Regions from separate parts of the Zea mays genome. Here region 1 is linked to region 2. A link is a contact called in public Hi-C data. All regions are on one chromosome and are shown on one strand. The core of a region is the stretch at or near the end of the contact, and the rest is flanking DNA. Distances in the headings are between cores, read along the strand shown. Region 1 holds the start of LOC103641257 (probable mixed-linked glucan synthase 6). Region 2 holds the start of LOC100381576.

What was found. A called contact is a pair of places that touch in the nucleus more often than the background predicts.
Region 1: a contact with region 2 is called in a Hi-C map of ear, with 2.2 times the contacts expected there. The contact joins the promoter of LOC103641257 here to the promoter of LOC100381576 in region 2. A contact is called at or near these places in 2 of 25 Hi-C or Micro-C datasets (ear and tassel).

The regions. Positions count from the first base shown.
Region 1 is chr10:78,503,895-78,509,340 of Zm-B73-REFERENCE-NAM-5.0, forward strand. LOC103641257 (probable mixed-linked glucan synthase 6) reads left to right here and starts at 3,620. Exons shown (of 3, transcript NM_001328377.1): 1 at 3,620-4,194. The coding sequence starts at 3,893.
Region 2 is chr10:77,879,276-77,884,495 of Zm-B73-REFERENCE-NAM-5.0, forward strand. LOC100381576 reads right to left here and starts at 1,964. Exons shown (of 25, transcript NM_001174401.2): 1 at 1,885-1,964; 2 at 1,619-1,798; 3 at 1,420-1,533; 4 at 1,180-1,338; 5 at 329-506; 6 at 130-256; 7 at 1-46. The coding sequence starts at 1,964.

The sequences.
Region 1 (5,446 bases), core at 2,370-4,869, 630 kb after region 2:
TGTTGTTTCATTTGATCCTGCTGCTGATCTACATACTGTTTAATAAATTGGATGTCGTCGGGTTTACTTACGTTGGGGACTTGAAGCGAAGATAGAAGAGATGCGACGTCGGTCTCTCCATGTTTGACAACTTTCTGGTGGCGATCCACCGTGTATTGTGATAAGAATTTCTCCCTCGCTTGACGCATGTAGTCCTCGTATTGTTGTTGCTCATCGGTCGTCAGACTTTCAACAGCCGGCTTCAGGATATTGTCCGGGGAGATATCGGTGTGATCTTTAGAACCGGCCATTTGAGGGCCTGATTTTTAGTAGATCTAAACACCTTCCCCAGCGGAGTCGCCAAAAGTATGTTGACACCTTTTTCGGGCGCCAAACACTCAACAAGAACCGGCGGCGGTGCTCTCTGGTCAGGCGCGGACGGTCCGCGGCACAGGGCCGGACGGTCCGCGACCTGGCGTAGGGGCTAGGGTTCCCTGCCTGACGGCCGGACGGTCCGCACCTACAGGCCGGACGGTCCGCGCGTGCGCAGGGGGCGGCGAAAGTCGCCGGCGACGCCTGGATCTCGCTCCCGGGAGGGACCCCGTCGGGGAGGAGAGATCCTAGGTGTTGTCTAGGCTCGGTAGGCCGACCTAGACTCCTCTAATCAACGCAGAGTCGAAGAGAGGCGGAGAATTTGGAGATTGAGAGGCTAAACTAGAACTAGACTAGAACTATTCCTAATGCGTAAGGTAAAAACGAGAAATAGACTTGATTTGTTCGATTGTTGGGGGCTTCAATCGGCCGTAGCCCTTCATCTATATAAAGGGGGAGGTCTGGATCCGTTTCCAACTGTTTCCCGAGTTAATCCCGCGGTTTTAGGTAACAAATCTCGCGAGAAACTAGGAACCCTAACTGACTCTGCGCGCGCGCGGACCGTCCGCGCCACCACCGCGGACTGTCCGGACCGCGGACCGTCCGGCCTCAGCGCCGGACTGTCCGCGCTGCTCAATTTGACTTCCAACAGTTAGGGCGGCACCTAATAATAAGGTTTGGTAGACAATGAAGGGCGTGGCGCTGGTGGTGCGTACGTACGGTGGGAGAGCTAGTCAGTCAGTCTGACCATGTTATCGGGCAAAGCAAGCAGGCGCGACAACTGTGGTGGCGTGCAGTGTGGCACTGCATTGGCCAGCAAGGCTAGCTAGCTAGCATCATTCATGAGTCCTAGCTGCTCGGTATCGGTATTGCTCTCTCTCTCTCTCCCTGCGAGCATGGATGGATGGACGGGTCGGGCATCGGAGCATGATGAGTGGCTTCCTAGCTCCCCGCCGCCGGTTGCTTTGACGGCAGGTAGACCGCAACACGCGCGCGCGCACGTACGGACGGCGAGCTGTTAATGGTGCTACGGCAATCTCGCGGTCGCGGAGGAGGCTTGCACTGCGCGCGCGCGTACACGGTTGGAGTTGGAGGTGGTGACTGCTGGCTTTAATGGCGTTGCCCGGGGGGGTTTAACGTGCCGGCGTTTGCAGTTGGGACGTGCGCGCGGATTATGTACGTACGTTACGTGTACTCGATCGATCCATCGCCGGAACCGGTGGATGGATCTCGGTGGGGGTTTTAATCACCGGGGGTCCGTACCAGGTAGTACGCAGTTTTCGTATGCGTACTTGACGCTTAATTAGCTGTGTGCGTGCGTGTGCGCATAGGCGTCGTGACTCGTGAGGGAGGCTGGCTGTGGGTCGAACGAAGGGGAGTGAGATCGATGCGTGAGACGCCGGATGACGGGCGGTTCGGTCGATGCGCGTGTATGGATGTGGGCCGGTCCCGGCGAGGTTTTTGACCTGGGGCAGAGATGCACGTTACTCGTACCGGGCCGCCGGGACCATGGCGCGGGCGGGCGGAACGTGGTGGTTTCCCCGTGAACCCATTTGGTTGCAAGGGAACAAAAACGCCCCCCTCCTCTCTCTCTCCCTTGCTCTCTGCTCTCCGCTGTGACCGGAGTAAACCAAACCCGCCTCGGCCCCCCCGACCCGAGTCACCAAGGAATCTAAGGAAGACATGGCCACGACCCACGAGCCTCGTCCCGTGGAATTTTAACCCGCTACATACATGATACATCCCCCGACGCGGGAGGCCGATCAGATACACCACCGCCGTTCCATTGATGGGAGGGAGGAGGCGTCGGCGTCGGCGGAGGAGCTGCAAAAGGCGAACGCAAGGAATCTTCCAATCAGGAGGCGCGAGGACATTCGCTCGCTAGTAGTACAGTACACCCTAACCATTCCTTCTCCGTCCTGACAGCGCGATGAGCAATTAACCGAGCCCCACGCATCAGCTCAGCGCGTTTAAAAAAAAATGGGGGTGTGTGTATTTTTATGATAAGAGCACAGGGCACAGCAGCAACTATAGATGCCCAAACGGGCGGCCCGGCCCGACCCGGCACGGGCCCGTTAGGCACGATGGATAATCGGGCCGTGCCCGGCCGGCCCGCGTGCCGCAGCCGCGGCCCAGGCACGGCACGGCGGCCTGGTAGTCGTGCCGGGCCGGCCCGTTAAACCGCCACGCTCTCCTATTAAATGAGGGAAAATAGCAAAAAACTATGTCTGGGTGAGAAATTGAACCCGCGACCTCCCTCTAACAGGCTGAAAGCACTAACTGAAACAGACTAACCAGTAGAACTCGACTGCATTTGTTGTAAATATCGAATATAAAATGTAAATATATATATATTATATTTTGTAAAATAAAAAACATATAATCGTGCCGGGCCGGGCCGGCACTGCGGGCCGAGCCAGCGGCCCAAGCACGGCACGGTTCTCGTGTCGGGCCCGGCTCGGCACTATTAAACGGGCCGTGCTTCGGGCCGGCCCGTTAGGCACGGCCCATTTGGCCATCTATAGCAGCAACCACCACCAATAAAAAAAACAAAACTACTAATCATTACCGCCGCTTTATTCTGTTCCCGCCGATTAGTGCCTAGGTTAATCATGTAGCCCAGTGGGCGCGCCTGGGCGGGACGTGAAATCCGCGCCGCGTATCTCTGGCCGCGAGCGATGATTTTAGGATTTGTAAATAAATAAATAAATAATCAGGCGGAGGGTATAGTGCGGCCAGGGGGATCACATGGGGAGGTTAACACGGAGTCTGAGCGGGAGCAGACTGGTAGGTAGCTGGGCCTGTTCTGTTCTCCGGTCCTGTGCGCTGCGCTGCGCAGCTTGCCCAATGGCTGCCTGCCACCTACACACACGCGCACAGCTCACCTTCTTCCTTCCTCCTCCTCCTCATCATTCGTCGTCGTCGTCTCTCCTTCTCGCTCACACGCAAACACACTGATTATTACCATATAAATCGTCGAGGGAGGCCGGGCTTTGCCTTCCAGAACTCACCACCACCACCACGCACACACACACACGACACGCGCATAGGGACACGGACTCGACAGAGCTGTGTTAGTGAGTAGATACCTACAGCTACAGAGTGGTAGCAAAAGAGAGAGAGGGACGTGTGCAGACGCGTACAAAAAAATACAGAGGGAACTGAGCTAAGCTAGCCAGCCCCGACCGACACTCGGCTGGTGAATTCCGGCCCATAATTTCTATATATCGCGTTCCCGTCCCTCCCCCCCACGTACTTCACTCGACACCTCCCGCGCCACCTTCTTCTCTTCTCCCCTCCCTCCCTCCCTCCCCCCCGCTCCTCCTCTGTCTTCCACTCATCCTCACACAACCTAGAAGAGCAGACGAGGCAGCTAGCTTCAGGTTCTTGGTCTCCGTTGATCCTCTCCTCCCACCCAGACCCTGCTCGGCCTCTTCTCTCTTGCCGAGAGAGAGAGAGAGAGAGAGAGAGAGAGATACAGGGGAGCCAGCTACCTCCGGCCGCCGCCAGGCAGGCAGAGAGGGAGGGCGCGCCCGGCATTATGGCGGCGGGGCAGCAGCAGGCGAGCGGCGGCGCCAAGCACGGGTGCGTGTGCGGGTTCCCCGTGTGCGCGTGCGCCGGCGCCGCGGCGGTGGCGTCCGCCGCGTCCTCCGCCGACATGGACCGCGTGGCCGTGGCCGCCACCGAGGGCCAGATCGGCGCCGTCAACGACGAGAGCTGGATCGCCGTCGACCTCAGCGACGACGGCCTGTCCGCCGACGGCGCCGACCCGGGCGTCGCGCTCGAGGACCGCCCCGTCTTCCGCACCGAGAAGATCAAGGGCGTCCTCCTCCACCCCTACAGGTATACTCCTCCTCCGTTCCTATCCTAACGATCCATATCTGCTCTGAGGTCTGAGCTGAGCTTCGGTTCATTCACCTCGCCGGCGCGCGCACGCCGCACGCCGCGCGCGTCTGCATTGACCGGCCTCGCCGCCGGTCGTCACACGCTACGACGCCAGAGCACGTCGAGCCAGTCTCCCACCCCACTACACTACGCCCCAAGCACTAGTCCTAGGTTGCAGTTGCAGCTGTGAATTAGTAATAAACAAAAAAAACCAGGCAGTTAAAATTGCAATATAATCTCTTCAATCCGGCTCGGACAAGTGCACGTTACAGTTAGGCAGGCACAGTGGATGAGTGGACCCTCCTCCTCGTCGCCTGGCCCCCCGCCCTCTGGGATACCGCGTCTCCCGTTGTGCTGTCGGCACTGGCGCCACCGCCGCTGCAGGGTGGGGCCAGCCGCCAGCTGGCGCGGGGCGGAACGTTGGGGCCTTGGGGGGAGAGTTAAATAAATTCGGTGGTTTCCGGGACCCTCCCACTGCCAGGTGGGGTCCGTCCGCCCCGGGCGGGGGCTCGTAGTCGTAGTACATTTTTACTACCTGCTCTGGAGTCTGGAGTAATAACGGGAGGCGGCCGACACTAGGCGTGGCTCGCATGTGAGAGTCCAAGCAAAGGCAAAGCCATCATTGAAAGCCTCCAAATTCCGGTAAAGACCCATTTATGATTAGTGAGAAAGTCCGGGGGTAATAACTGCAAAGTGCCTTATTGTTGTCTGTCCACTAATTGCCCTTTTGGGAGAAAAAAAGCTGGGGTAGTGGTAGCCCCCTCCTTTGGGGGTTTGGATTGGATTCTTCTAGAGGGCTCAACTGTCTTTCTTTTTTACGGGGTTGCATCTAGTCCTAGCTTTCATGGAGCTTGCGCATCCAGGGAAAAGGACCGGCACGTCTCTAAAAGCACAGGCTCGTTAGATAGAGGAAGGAAAAGCTGGGGTAGTGGTAGCTCCACATTAGCCTCTGCCTCGGCATGGTGACAGCTCGAGACGGAGGGGATTAGATCTCGGCCTATTTACAGCTCAGACCGTAGCAGTACCTGGCTCTGGCTGTAGAGGACTACCACGTACTTTCCAAGTCCACGCTGTACAGCAGCACTGCGTGCATCCCTCACACACACCACACCGTATCGGGCTACTACCGGAGCATACATACACACACACAGACATGAGTGGTAGGGAAGCTTGCCAGGAAATTATTCCAGGCGGGCCCCTGACACGAGAG
Region 2 (5,220 bases), core at 714-3,213:
ATACCAGGTGCACTTGTAGGGGTTCTAGGATGCTTTAGAAATGCCGCTGAGAGCAAACAGCCAGTTCAGAAAGGACCAAACACTGCAACCAGCAACAACCACCATTTATCAGAATTACTTTCAACATACCTGTGTTTGGAGCCTGAACGAGACCAGGTGGCCCTTGTGCAACAGCAGCATGAGGCAAAGAGGGGTTGGCATTTGTCATCCAACCTGCAATTGCGTTTGGAGATGGCGACACCACAGGTTGAAATGGCTGCAAGATCGATGCCATATAAGCAATCGATAGTCAGGATAAGTTAAATGGCCTAATTGTGACAATACTTACAGCATGAGCACCCATTGGTGGAAATCCAGCTGACTTAGGGATGGATCCAAGTGGACCATTGGCAGGTGGAGGTGCTCTTGCTCCATTGGTAGGAGCAGCACAAGAGTGATCAGTGAAGAGTGTCTTGATGTCAGGGTTTGGTCTGGGGTTCTTGCAAAGCTGATGTTGCCAGTTCAGACTGAAAGGCATTAGAAAGAAAACCCAGTTAGCCTCATCTTTTACATGCACGAAATGTGCTTCTGAAAGCATTGTTAGATTTGTAGGCATAACAAGTAGAGAAATCCCAATTGTGGCATTTATGGACATGACCTTACAATAAGAAAAGGGATGGTATCTGCTATAGCATAAGCATCTAAAGCTAGGGCCACTATAAAGAGACCATTTCTTTGCACATTGTCGATAAAAGCTGGTTACTTGGGATAAACAGGTAGAGATGTGCAAATCACATGAAACAATCCGAAAAGGAAGAACCATATCAAGAAGATTCTGTAGTGATGAACAACCAGAAGCAATAAAACTTCAACAAGACAAAAGAACAAAGGAAGCATTGACTACATTTAACTGACACCTTATCCATCATAATTACTAAGGGAACTCAAAGAAAGACATTATTTGGCACCAGAATAACCAGAAAGAAGATTTAAAAAATAGTAAACCTACACAAGTAGCAGTTACATAATTGAACTATTTGATTTATACCAATTGTGCACATAGAAAATTAAATGCTACCATACAATCTAATTAAATTTAGACCAAAGAACATCATAGAATTTATATTCACAAATCGTAACCTGATATTTTAAGGAAGTCTATATGTGTGACTAAACATATCAAAATCAAACAATCAACACCTTTGATTGATCAATGTGCGAAGTCTGGAAGCTTTGAATGGTGGGAAATTCAGCTTGTCCCGGAACAGAGGGTTTGCTTCAATGAGCTTTTTGAGCTCCAAAAGCATGATATTCCGGGCTGACTTTGTGTCCCCATACTTGGACAGCTGCTCATTTTGCCTGTTGATCATTAATACACAATCACATCCGCCCCGGCCCAATGCACTAAACATTTTTCTTCTGAACAGAAAGTTACCGAACCTGAAATTCTCCAAGGTCAGCAGCTGCGTTATCTCCTTGAACAGCTCCTCATTGAAGGAGGCGAATACCTTAAGATCCTTCACGAGAATCTCCACAGCCTTGGCTCTGTCATGCCTGTGACACCGACAGCAAATTCAGCAAAAAAAACAACCTTGACAACGACAAGGGACCAAGAGTAGCTTAGCGATGGGTCAGTCACCTATCAAGGGCCTCGAGGTACTTTTGCTTGCGGATCTCAAAGAAGATCTTCATGGAGTAGCGGTTGTCCTCCACCTTGGTGAAGCCGCTGAGGTACTTCTCCACCTCGTCCCACTCGCCGCCCTGCACGAGGTCCTCGAAGTGCTTCATGTTGAAGTAGAAGCCCGACTCCTGCTCCAACCTGCAGAGGCAACCGCAAAAGGGATCAGAAATCCAGCAAAGCAAGGCCTCGAAAAAAAGCCATTCATGGTCATGGCCTGCACTCACTTGTGGACCGTCTCTTTGAACTTCTCCTCGTCGAGGAACTGCAGGATGAGGAAAACCAGCTCCCTGCTAAGAGACGACATGGCTCCCCCGATCCCGGCCGGAGCCTCCAGCTCTCAAAAACCGGCCTAAACCTCGGGCCTTCCCGGCAGATCCCTCCCAAACCCCCCGCAAAAACCCGCTTCAAACCGCCCAAAAAGCGACAGCAGCAACTCAGCAAGCAAGCGGCTACACCGAGCTCAAAACCTTGCTCGGGAGCCCAGAGCCAGAACCCACGAACCAAGCAAACTCACGACCAGAGCACGGGCCTCGCCGCGCCCATCCCGCCGGGATCCCCGCCGATTCCGTCGGCGCGACCGCCGATCTGAAGCTGCCGACGCCGGCAGCTCGAATCCGGCCGCCAGGCGTCGCCTGCAGAGGGTCCCGCCTCAAACGCGCCGCCGTCGGCTAGGGTTCGGCCGCGCCGCCGCCTCCGTCTCCACGCCTCAGCAACAGCTGCCCGCGTTTCGCTTCTTTTATCTCGCTCGCTTAGTTTCTCTCTCCGAGAACTTCTCTCGCTCTCTGTTTTCTCCTCACCCGTTTCGGGGTTTTTCGGACCGCGTTTTATAGCCCCCTCGAGCAGTCTCTGCATATATAGCAACCCAGACAACCCGAGCAATTACGGTGACGCCCTCCTAGCAGCCACTATATTTACGCGTCTACCACTGTCGCATCAGGTCTCCAAGGGCAACCTCGTGATTTTTCTCGGGGAGGGCAGAAGCGGGAAAGCGGCGGTCGCGCGGTCGCTTGCCAGCCAGGGAGGGTTGTTTCCGTCATTCGGCGCATGGGAAGCGGAGCATCTGGGGGTGGCTGCGGGGCCCACGATGATCGTGGGGACGGTGAGGGGTAGAACGGTCATTTTGGGAGCCGGATACTGTAAGTTTTCCCTGCTGCCACGTCACCCTTCCTCGTACCCATTAAAATAACTCCTTTCTCTTGCCCGGTTTTCCTCCCTCTCTCCATCGCTTTCTGGCGCATCACCGGTTTCAATTTTTGAACGAGGCGGGTTTGTGGTAGGCGCACCCAGCACACCTACCCAGCTTTTCAGGCGTGTACTAAGTTTGATCATGACACGATATAGAATATGTTCTCTTTCTTAGATACTATAGCTTGCTGTTCCAGAAAAAATTGTATATATAGAAGATATACTTGGCTGAAAGATGTTGTGCTATGGATTAAATAGGTATCCAAATTGTTAAGATAAATTTCATATTTTAAAATAGATCATTTCTTATATTATCAAACACACTTATTATAAATAAGAATAAATTTTTGCATAAATTAATTTATACGATATTTGCTCTTGCAACAAAAAATGAAAAAATATATGTAATTGTATCCAAATTATATCCGAATTTTATATCTATTGTTTGAAAAAAATATGATAAATTTGATATTTATTTTTATGAATCTTCATAAGCTCAATGTTAAAAATAAAAATATAAATTTGCATAGCAGATTATATATCCTATTTATTCACAGTAAAAGAGAAAATACCAAAAAATGATGTTTGAATAAATATTTATTTTCATCCCAACTTGTGCATCTGCATACCATATTTCATCGGCTCAACGGTGAAATAATATCTTTTTGGCTACAAAAGTGTTTATTTATGTTAATGTACAGATCATCATATTGCAGATATATTTGTATCCGACACATGTATTTTCTCTAGTTGGCAATTGGTACTCTTTGAGAAGATTGCTTGAACACATGATGTTTTCATCATTAAAGCTAATGTTTTCAACCTCTATTATTTTTTTATCTTTGAGTATGTTGAGAGATGAGTAGCCAATTTAGGGCATGTACAACCCCATTAATTGAGGTGTCTCTTAAGGGGTTTCTAGAAAGTTAAGTGAAAAAACTCAAGATAAGAGCATGTCTCGTCATGACTTTCTATATTTATTGTCTCTTTACTATATTATGGTCTAGAGGCTTAGGGTTGTATTATGTAGTCTCTTACCTGTCTCTTTGATTTAGAAAACCGTTCTAGAGTCTCTAGGTTGTACATGGAAATGGGTGTCTACCATGAAAACCATGTATGTATATTGAGACTGATCTAAAATAGGAAGTACGAGAACATGGCATTCATATATGGTATAGCAATGCATTGAGGCTACCTTCTAAATCTGATTCTCATAAAAAATACTTGTTCTCTAATCGATGTTCGTAGCAGCCCTAACAAGACTTTGGTTGTTGACCATGCAGATAGTCATGGTATGGATACAAACTAGCTATTGTTTCATCCACAAGCTAACGCTAACGCCTAGTTTATTTCGGTGCCAGCATTACCACACACAAGAAAGCCAGCAGCGGCCAATTGGTTTGCACACACGTGCCAAATAAAACCACGGCGACATGTTGGTTCACACTACAATAACAGAAGCCATTTTCGGTGGCCATAAACCGCCAAAATGAGCCTTTCGGTAGCAGGTGCGACATCAGGAGAGAGGAGGGAGTGAGAAGGGAAGAGAGGAAAGAGAGAAGAAAGGGTGTTGTGTCACGTTAAAATTCATTATTTTTGGCAGCCGGAACGCATGCCGTCGAAAATAAGGTTATTTTGGGCGGCCATAGAACTTAGCCGCTAAAAATAACCTTATTTTTTGCGGCCAGTCGACCACTCACAACCTCCAAAAGTTACTTACTATTTTCGGCGACCAGGGTTCGGCCGCCAAAAATGGTGTGCAGTTTTTTGTGTCACGAGAGTTTTTGCCAAATAGCAGCTGAGAATGCTTTAGGGAGTATTCGAACGAGTCATAAACACTTCATAATTGCTATCTCGTAATGTTTTAGGTATAGAAAAATAGTTGGTGCATGATCATAAGTAGTAAGCTTGGCCATATCCTTGAACGGTCCTGTTAGAATGCTTTGATGCTACTAGACATGTAGGAAATAACTTATGGTAGCATCCCTAATGAATCATCAAGAGCTGACCATACATACAATCTGCGTCTAGATAGAACAATCTATTAGCTCACCCATAAGCTAAGGCTATAGTGGCGACTAACTAGTATATATATGCCCGCGTGTAGACTGTGGGCAAAACCATAACGCTCGGTTGGTTCCGTAGATTTTTTTAAACTAGCATTTTTCTAGAGTTGCTTTAGAGAGCATCCAACTAAGCCATAAACTTTGTTTTTTACCATAATAGGTTATATATTAGAAACTTCAATAATATGCACATAATCATAAAGGGAGAAATAAAAAAGTGCAAAACATGATTCTTTTCTATGTTCCATGCTTCCTCACAAACTTCATCCACTAGTGATGGGTGATATCTCATGTCTCATCCTTGATAGA